Linked DNA regions of Mus musculus: region 1 is linked to region 2. A link is a contact called in public HiChIP or PLAC-seq data. All regions are on one chromosome and are shown on one strand. The core of a region is the stretch at or near the end of the contact, and the rest is flanking DNA. Distances in the headings are between cores, read along the strand shown. Region 1 holds the start of 2900089D17Rik (a long non-coding RNA gene). Region 2 holds the start of Atp5j2 (ATP synthase, H+ transporting, mitochondrial F0 complex, subunit F2).

Region 1 (3,599 bases), core at 1,084-3,583, 940 kb before region 2:
GGGATTACAGGCTTGAGCCACCATGCCCAGTTAATGCAATGCTGGGATGGGTCCTGGGGCTTCAGGCACGCTGGGTGACTGCTCTATGAACTGAGCTACACATACAACCTCACTGGGTATCTTTTGAGGTAGAGTCTCAAAATGTTACCCAGACTGGCTCTGAACTCCTAATTCTCCTTCAGAGTGCCACCAGATGGACGGATGGACACACACACACACACACACACACACACACACAAGACCCTGGAAATACATAGGCAACAATTGGGAAGGATTCTCACTGTTCCAACATTTCTTTTTCCTTGCTTGGTTTTTGGAGACATGGTCTCATGTAGCTGAGGCTGGCCTTGAACTTGCTGTGTAGTAGTGGACCTGATTCTCTTGAATCATTTCCCAAGCACTGGGGTGAGAGTCACGTGCCGGAACCCACGGCTTCACGTGTGTTAGGTAAACTCATGCCAGGCGATACTTGGGCTAGCGGCATGGCAGTAGCTATGCAGAGACTGCATGGGCCTGTGTCAGACCATGGTCCTCTCCTAGGGAGCCACATCGCCATGCTGTACACTCAGCAAGTTTGCGGTCAGGCTGCTAAAAAAAAGTTGGAGAACCTGAAGGAAGCGCCGCAGGTGCTTAGAGTTTAGGGTTCTCCCAAGCAGGGCAGTTATTTCTAATTAGTGGCCACAGCCCCTGAAAGCGAAAATTAATCAAAAGAGGAGGAGGAGGAAGGCTCAGCAGTTGAGTAGGCTTCAGTGGGTGAGCGTACTCAGTTGTTTTCCTTCCTACACCCAAGGATGTGTGGGCAGTGATTGGGAGGGGCTCGCCTGGTCCCTCCCTGTGGGTGGTGACCCGGGTGCTGGGTTGGGCAAGGGGAGGATTTGGGCGTGGAGGGGCAACGAAGTCCATAGTTTAGGAGGTAAAGGTGAGAGGGTTAAGAGTTCCAGGCCAGCTTGGGCTACATGAGCCTAGGTCCAAAACAAACAAACAAACACAGAAAAACGGTGGAGGCGCCTGCTGCAGAATCTGTCAACCAATCTATCTCAGGACCCATATGGTGGAAAGCAGGAACCCACTCTCGAAAGTTATTTATTCTCTGGCTTCCAAATGCGTGCCCACTCATATAAACACACCCTCCCCCCAAATAATTGTAACAAACATTATTATTATTATTTTTAGAAAAAAAGCAAAAGCTAAAGGAGGCCAGGATCTTGTTGGGTCTCCGGCCGTGGCCGGGAGTCAGAACTTCTCTGGAAGTCCAAGATCCATTGTGGGGCGGGACTGAACGAGGACAACACCCCGCCAGCGGCAGCCGCTGAGGCGTCTTTAAGACGCCCTCGCCCAAACCCCGCCCACAGCCCCGCCCCGCCCCGCCCACGTGACCCCGATCTTGTGACCGGCGGGAGGGCGGGGAACCCTTGGCGCGCCCGCCCCGCCCGGCGCGCGCCTCACTGGGCCGAGCTGCCCGGGACACCGCCGTCGCCGCTACCGCCGCCATCCCCGCCGGGCCGAAGGAAGCGAGCCGGGCCGGAGCTGGCGGGCGCGCGGCCCCGGGGGCCGCGATGGACCACAAGCCCCTGTTGCAGGAGCGCCCGCCCGCCTACAACCTGGAGGCCGGCCAGGGCGACTACGCGTGCGGCCCGCACGGCTACGGGGCCATCCCCACCGCGCCCCCGCCGCCGCCCTACCCCTACCTCGTCACAGGTGGGCCCGCAGCTCTTCGGGGTCCCCGAACGGCCTCCGGGCCAAGCACCGCGCTGTCCCCGGCGCGGGCCTGCCGGGGGGGCAGCTGCTACCCGGAGCGCCCTGCCCGGCCAGGCCCTGCCCCGGTGGCCGTGAACTTAGTGTCGGAGGGTTCACACTTGGCTTCTAGAGCCCACCCGCAGGCGCGCTCAGCCCCGTTGGAGGCGGGGAGGACGGGGGCTAAGGGGGAGGGAGGGAGGAGAGGAGGAGGGCCGAGTCGCCCGGGGCTGATCAGCACTCCGCTCCCACAGGGATCCCCACCAGCCACCCCCGGGTCTATAACATCCACAGTCGAACGGTCACCCGGTATCCTGCCAACTCCATCGTCGTGGTCGGAGGCTGCCCGGTCTGCAGGTAAGTCTCTAGCCTGGGGGTGGGGGGTGGCGGCGGAGAACGCACGTGCCGGAATCTTGCAAAAGGCCAGCGGGGGTGGGATGGGGTGGGGTCACAGCCCGGCTCCTGTCTCAGAGGGAAGTCCCGCAGGGGAGGGACTGCAGTGGGAGAAGGTGGGGTCACTCACCCCTGGCTCTGAATTTACTTTATGCGGCAGAAGGATGGGTTCCCTTTTCTGTGGGGAGTTGAGTGCATTTGGGAGGCATGGCACCCGGAGTGCGTGGGACGCAGGAATGTTAACAATGGAGACTGATGGTCTTTCCTCCCTAGTACTGGAGATCCGCAGCGAATCAGGGTTTGTTTTGTTAGGTTTTTTTCCTCCAGTTTCCGCAAGTGTGTCCAGTACTAAGGAGATATTGGGACTTGAGTCCGCAGGCCAGTATGCCAAAGGACTTAGGAGATCCAAGTGGCCAGCAGAGAGCAAAGGCTGTGAGGGTGCAGAATGACGACCAGGGCTTAACAACTCCTGGCCACTAGCTGGCCCAGGAGGAAACCCCGTGCTTCTTTGTTCCGGGCTGGAGTGGTTTTGTTGTTGTGGCTGTTTTACCCTCAAACTGGAGCTGACAGAAACTTTGTGGGGACTTTATGGAAGGTGAGAGATGCAGCCAGGCTCATTCTAGGCAGGCTTTGAGGATTCGGCTTCCAAGTTGGACTTGGCCACTCACCCGGGGATGGGCCAGGTACAGCTCGTGCAGGGCAGGGTTTCAGCCTTTGTCTGGCAGGGGGAAGTTCCAAGTCTCTGAGATGGAATTAAGAAACCCTTGTTTGGACTTAGCTTTCGTTTCAAAAGTGTGTGTCAGAGGCGCAGAGTGGAGCCATAAGGAAGTTAATGATTTTGGAAACTTGCGAGTGGCCTCACAAGAGATGACTGAGGGTGGAAGACACTGGACCCTCGGTTGATCATGTGCTTGGGGGAAGAAGGCTGAAGGCCAGTTAGTTAGAGTCCTCCTTCAGGGACCCAAGTGACTTGGCTTTTGGAGCTGGTGCAGGGGAGAGGAGTGGGACTCAGCTGCTTCCTCTAGCTGTAGATGGGGTGGCTCTCTGATAGCTTGGTCTTGCTGGCCGCCTCTCTCTCTGCAAGCTTTCCACCTGAGGGCTTGAGGCACACCAAAGAGGGAGCATAGACTGGGAGGTGGTCCTAGCTTGTTGAGCCAAGGGGATTAGTATAGGGTCTCCTGTGCAGAGAGAGAGCCACTGGGAACAGAAGGGGGTTAGTTGTATGGAGGTGGGAGACTTCCTGTGTGGCCTTGAGGCTAGTCCCTGCATGGGAATTCTCAGAGCCCTGAGGATGGGACAAATATTAGCTGAACTCTCAGATTTAAGGAGAGGTCTCATAGGGGTAGGTGGCAAGCAGGCAGGAAGGTGGGGAGAGGCATAGCAGTGCAGGGGGCTCACTAGGATTTCATGTCTGCTTGTTCCAGCAACCAGATCCTGGCCCTACCACAGTCAGCTGGGTTTGTTTCTGTTTT
Region 2 (4,095 bases), core at 729-3,228:
AGGACTTTGTGCCTGTGGGGCAAGCACTCCACCAACTGAGCCGCAACCCGACTACTCCACCCCTCCCCAGCCCCGCCCAGTATCTTTCTTGAACTGAGTCATCTTTTTGTTTGTTGGTTTGGTTTTTTTGAGATAGGGTATTGCTATACAGTACCGGCTAGCCTTAAACTCATGGATAATCTTCTTGTTTCAGCTTTCCCACTGCTAGGGTGACAGGGGTACAATATCAACCCCCAGCTGGCGAAGTGTACTAAACTCTTTAGTCTTTCCTTCAAAGGTCTCTTCACACTAACCCTCTACTTAAATAAGATTGCAAACTTTAAGCTGGGTATGATGGCGCATGCCTTTAACCCCAGCACTTAGGAGGCAGAAGCAGAGAGACTTTTATGAGTTCCAGACAAGCCTGATCTATCTAGTGAATTTCAGGATAGCCACAGCTATTTAGGGAGACCTTGTCTTTAAAAAAAACAAGAAAAAGTGATAGGGGTGGTGGTTGTGGCAGTGGCGGCACACACCTTCAACCCTAGCAATTGGGAAGGCAGAGGCAGGTGGAGTTCAAGTTCAAGGATAGCCAGAGTGGCAGAGAAATCCTGTAGGGGTTGGGATCCAAAACTTCTATTTTTTCAACTTTTTTTTTGGAGAGGAAGGCCCAGGCTGACAATTGTGCTTCTTCAGCCTCTTGAGCAGTGTCATTAATGCTCTTCCCGTTGTCTCTTCTGAAAGCTGTGTTCACTAACCATCTCCTACCATTTTACAGATAAAATAGCTGCTAATGCCCCAGGTGGCAGTGACCTACACCTTTAAGCCCAGTACTGGGGAGACAGAAGCAGGTGGATCCACAGATGAGTTCCATTACAGCTGGAGCTACACAAAGAAATCCTATCTTGCAAAACCAAGTACCAAACCAAATCAAAAAGGCTCAGCTCCTTCACACCCCGTTTTTAGACACCCCCCCCTTCACCTTCCCAGGCTGAGATAAAGAACACTGTAACAAGCTAAGTACAGTAGCATAGGCCTGTAATCCTAGCACTCAGAGATAGACGCTAATACATCACGACTGTGGCAGCAAGTTCATGACCAATCTGGGCTACATGGTGAAACCCTGTCTCAAAAGGAGGAGGTAGACAACTGTGAAATGGCTAGCCTGGCTACTGGAGTTCCTCGGAGTTGTCCTCGAACCTGGACACAAGCTCCAGCATTCCCATGACCATACCTAGACACGTGTGGGACACATAATAACAAAAACAACAATAATGTGTAATCCCAACAGTGCGCAATGAATGTGTGTGGAGATTGACTCGTACGTGTTAAGGGAACATCTGCTTGTCTGTCACAAGGACATTTCTGAAAGGTAATCTCATTTATCATGAGACCCGCCAACCTAGGTCTGAATCCCAGCGAGGCTCTCTCAGGACTGGTGACCTTGAACAGGTCACTTCACCCCAGTAGGCGTATTCAGTCGACACGTATGTAACATAATGTGGTGTCGGGAACCATTCTAGGCATTCGCTGGTCCTGGACCGTAATCTGAAAGCCTCATCTCCAGGGAGGTCCAAGCGCTGCCCAGCGTAAAGGTTCAAGTGACCCTGCCTGTGTCAAGTCGCGCAGGAAGAAAAAGCAGCAGCTTAGTCCTCCGCGGAAGGACAGACAAATGGTTCCGGGCAACGCATGTGCAGGCCCCCAGAAGCCTCTCCGTGCTGACTGGGTCTTCCACCGCCAGGCCAGGCGATGCACAGCAGAAATCCGCTGCAGAGTGGAGGGAGGAGGGCGGGAGCACAGGACCTTATAGTAAGTGTCCAGCGCGCTTCCGGGGAGGCTTCAGTGAAGCCCCGGGTGAAGAGCAAGAGTTCCCGCGGTTCCTTCTCACCCCACTGTGGCCCTGGAGCCTGTGCCCAAATCGGGCTTCCAACCCCAAGGCCAGGAAAGGGCCGAGTACTCACCGAGTGACGCCATCTTGAAGTCCTGGTGTCCGCAGAACTCCAGCCGCGCGCAAAGGCTGCTGGGAAGGGCGCACGCACCCCTGCCGGAGCGGGAAGCAGAGGCTCATGGGAAGTAGATCACCACTTAGGTAGAGCATTTTGAGACCTATCCCAGGCGGAAGCAAAGGACAAAAGAGAAAAGGGACCTTTTGACTTTTTGCCTTCTACTTTTGGATCTCTCATGAGGAATGAGAGGCTTAGGGGTGTGGCTCAGTCCCGGAGTGCTTAAGGCTCTGGTTCCATTCCCAATGCTGAAAAGAAAGAAAAGCAGAGAAGCCTTGAATAGGAACATTTGTTTTAACCCTCCCCAGTCCCTTTTACTTGCTATTCACTGCTCTGACCCCCAAATCCCTCTGAAGTTCCACTCCACATGCTTAAGTGGTTTCCATGATGATTGCAAACACGCCTCCACAGCTGACACCTGCTTAAATGGGTATTTTCTAAAGCTCGTAAAGGTAGTTTTTTTGACCCAAAATCAGAAGTATTAGATTTAAGCCATGTTAGCGCCAAAGTCAGACTACTATATAGCTACAGGCATTATCTTGCCATTAATTCCCAAATTTGGGCCTGAAATACAGCAAGACTGTATGCAATAACAGAGTTAGTCTAGCCTGGAAATCAGTATATGTTTTGGGTTGGCCTGAAACTTTTAGCAGTGACAACTCATGTATGGGAATTATATGTGTGCACTGCCTGTATAAACTGACATAACCACTCCATGGTATAATTAAGGTGAAGGTTTTTAAAATTATTTTTATGTACATGGGTGTTTTGCCTACATATATGTCTGTGTACCACATGCATGCAGGGCCCACTGAAGTCAAAAGAGGTCATTGGATCCCCTGGAGCTGAAGTTAGAAAGACAGTAGTGAATTCCTATGTGATTTGTGGTAATGAAACCTGGGTCCTCTGAAAGAGCAGATAGTGCTCTTAACAGATGAGCCATCTCTCCAGCCCCCATAAGGAAAGGGGATTTTTTTTTAAAGATTTATTTATTTATTATACGTAAGTACACTGTAGCTGTCTTCAGATGCGCCAGAAGAGGGCGTCAGATCTCATTACATGTGGTTGTGAGCCACCATGTGGTTGCTGGGATTTGAACTCAGGACTTTTGGAAGAGTAGTCGGTGCTCTTAACCACTGAGTCATCTCTCCAGCCCCCAGGAGAGGGGATGTTTATTGTAAATATGAGTGAGAGGGAACAGCCAGAGGCATCTGGAAGAGCAGAGAGAAGTAGACTTAACATGGGCATCTGACTGGACATGGTCAGAGCAATCTAAGAGTGAGAGCATGGGGTAGGGTGGGAGTGAGAATAGCAGGCTTATAAGAATGATTCGCTGGAGGGGTGGGGGGAGTCCAGGAGCTAAAGGGAGAAGCATAGAGAAGATGAAAAGAGCCAGAATGCTATAACATGGCCTTTGCTGTGTGTAATGGGTATTTGTGATATTGAGAGACTGGAGGCCAGCATGCATTTTGATATGCTGGTAAATGCCAAAGGTAAGGAAAATGACTCCTTTTGACAGAAAACTGGGCTTCCCGATTCCTTTTACCTGCTATTCACTGTGGAATAGTCACAATTCTTTTTACCGTTCCTAAGGAATGGTGGCTTTTATCTAACCACCAGAAATCCTCCTATAGTCCAAGTTGTGCTCATTTCTGGGTTTTTGGAAGGGGAGCAGGGCACTCTAGCTATTAGTATAGAAGGGGGCTGTAGTCGGCTCAGTTACCATTTCCCTGAAGGGGCTGGGTGGTCCCACATGGGTCATCATCTTAGTGTCTTAAGTGATTCTATCTTGGACCAAAGATCTACACCAGCCCAACATTTCTTATGTCAAGTTCCCAAGTGCTAGGATTACAGGTGTTTACCACCAAACCCTGCTTCGCCTCAGAATGCTTGAGTCTGCCTGTATTTAGAGTTGAGTGTAGAGCCAGTATCAAGAGTTCAGCTCTGAATGCTTTTGACTTTTCAAGATTTTAATGAGCAAGAGAGAAGGAGGCAGTGGGTGTCACAGGCCTTTGACCCCAGCACTCGGGAGACAGAGGCAGGTGGACCTCCCCTCAAGATCAGCCTGGTCTACAGGACGAGTTCCACGCCAGCCAGGGCTACCCAGACTCTG

Evidence for each region. HiChIP or PLAC-seq counts read pairs in DNA pulled down with a chosen protein or histone mark.
Region 1: a contact with region 2 is called in an H3K4me3 HiChIP or PLAC-seq map of bone marrow-derived macrophages, with 4 times the contacts expected there. The contact joins the promoter of 2900089D17Rik here to the promoter of Atp5j2 in region 2. A contact is called at or near these places in 3 of 39 promoter capture datasets (the 3T3-L1 cell line and liver) and 1 of 115 datasets of contacts at active chromatin or transcription factors (bone marrow-derived macrophages).

What each region holds. Positions count from the first base shown.
Region 1 is chr5:144,253,822-144,257,420 of GRCm38.p6, forward strand. 2900089D17Rik (a long non-coding RNA gene) reads right to left here and starts at 2,334. Exons shown (of 3, transcript XR_868683.3): 1 at 2,258-2,334. It overlaps Bri3 (brain protein I3), which reads left to right and starts at 1,404. Exons shown (of 3, transcript NM_018772.4): 1 at 1,404-1,698; 2 at 1,989-2,091. The coding sequence starts at 1,557.
Region 2 is chr5:145,189,563-145,193,657 of GRCm38.p6, forward strand. It overlaps Atp5j2 (ATP synthase, H+ transporting, mitochondrial F0 complex, subunit F2), which reads right to left and starts at 1,979. Exons shown (of 4, transcript NM_020582.3): 1 at 1,941-1,979. The coding sequence starts at 1,953.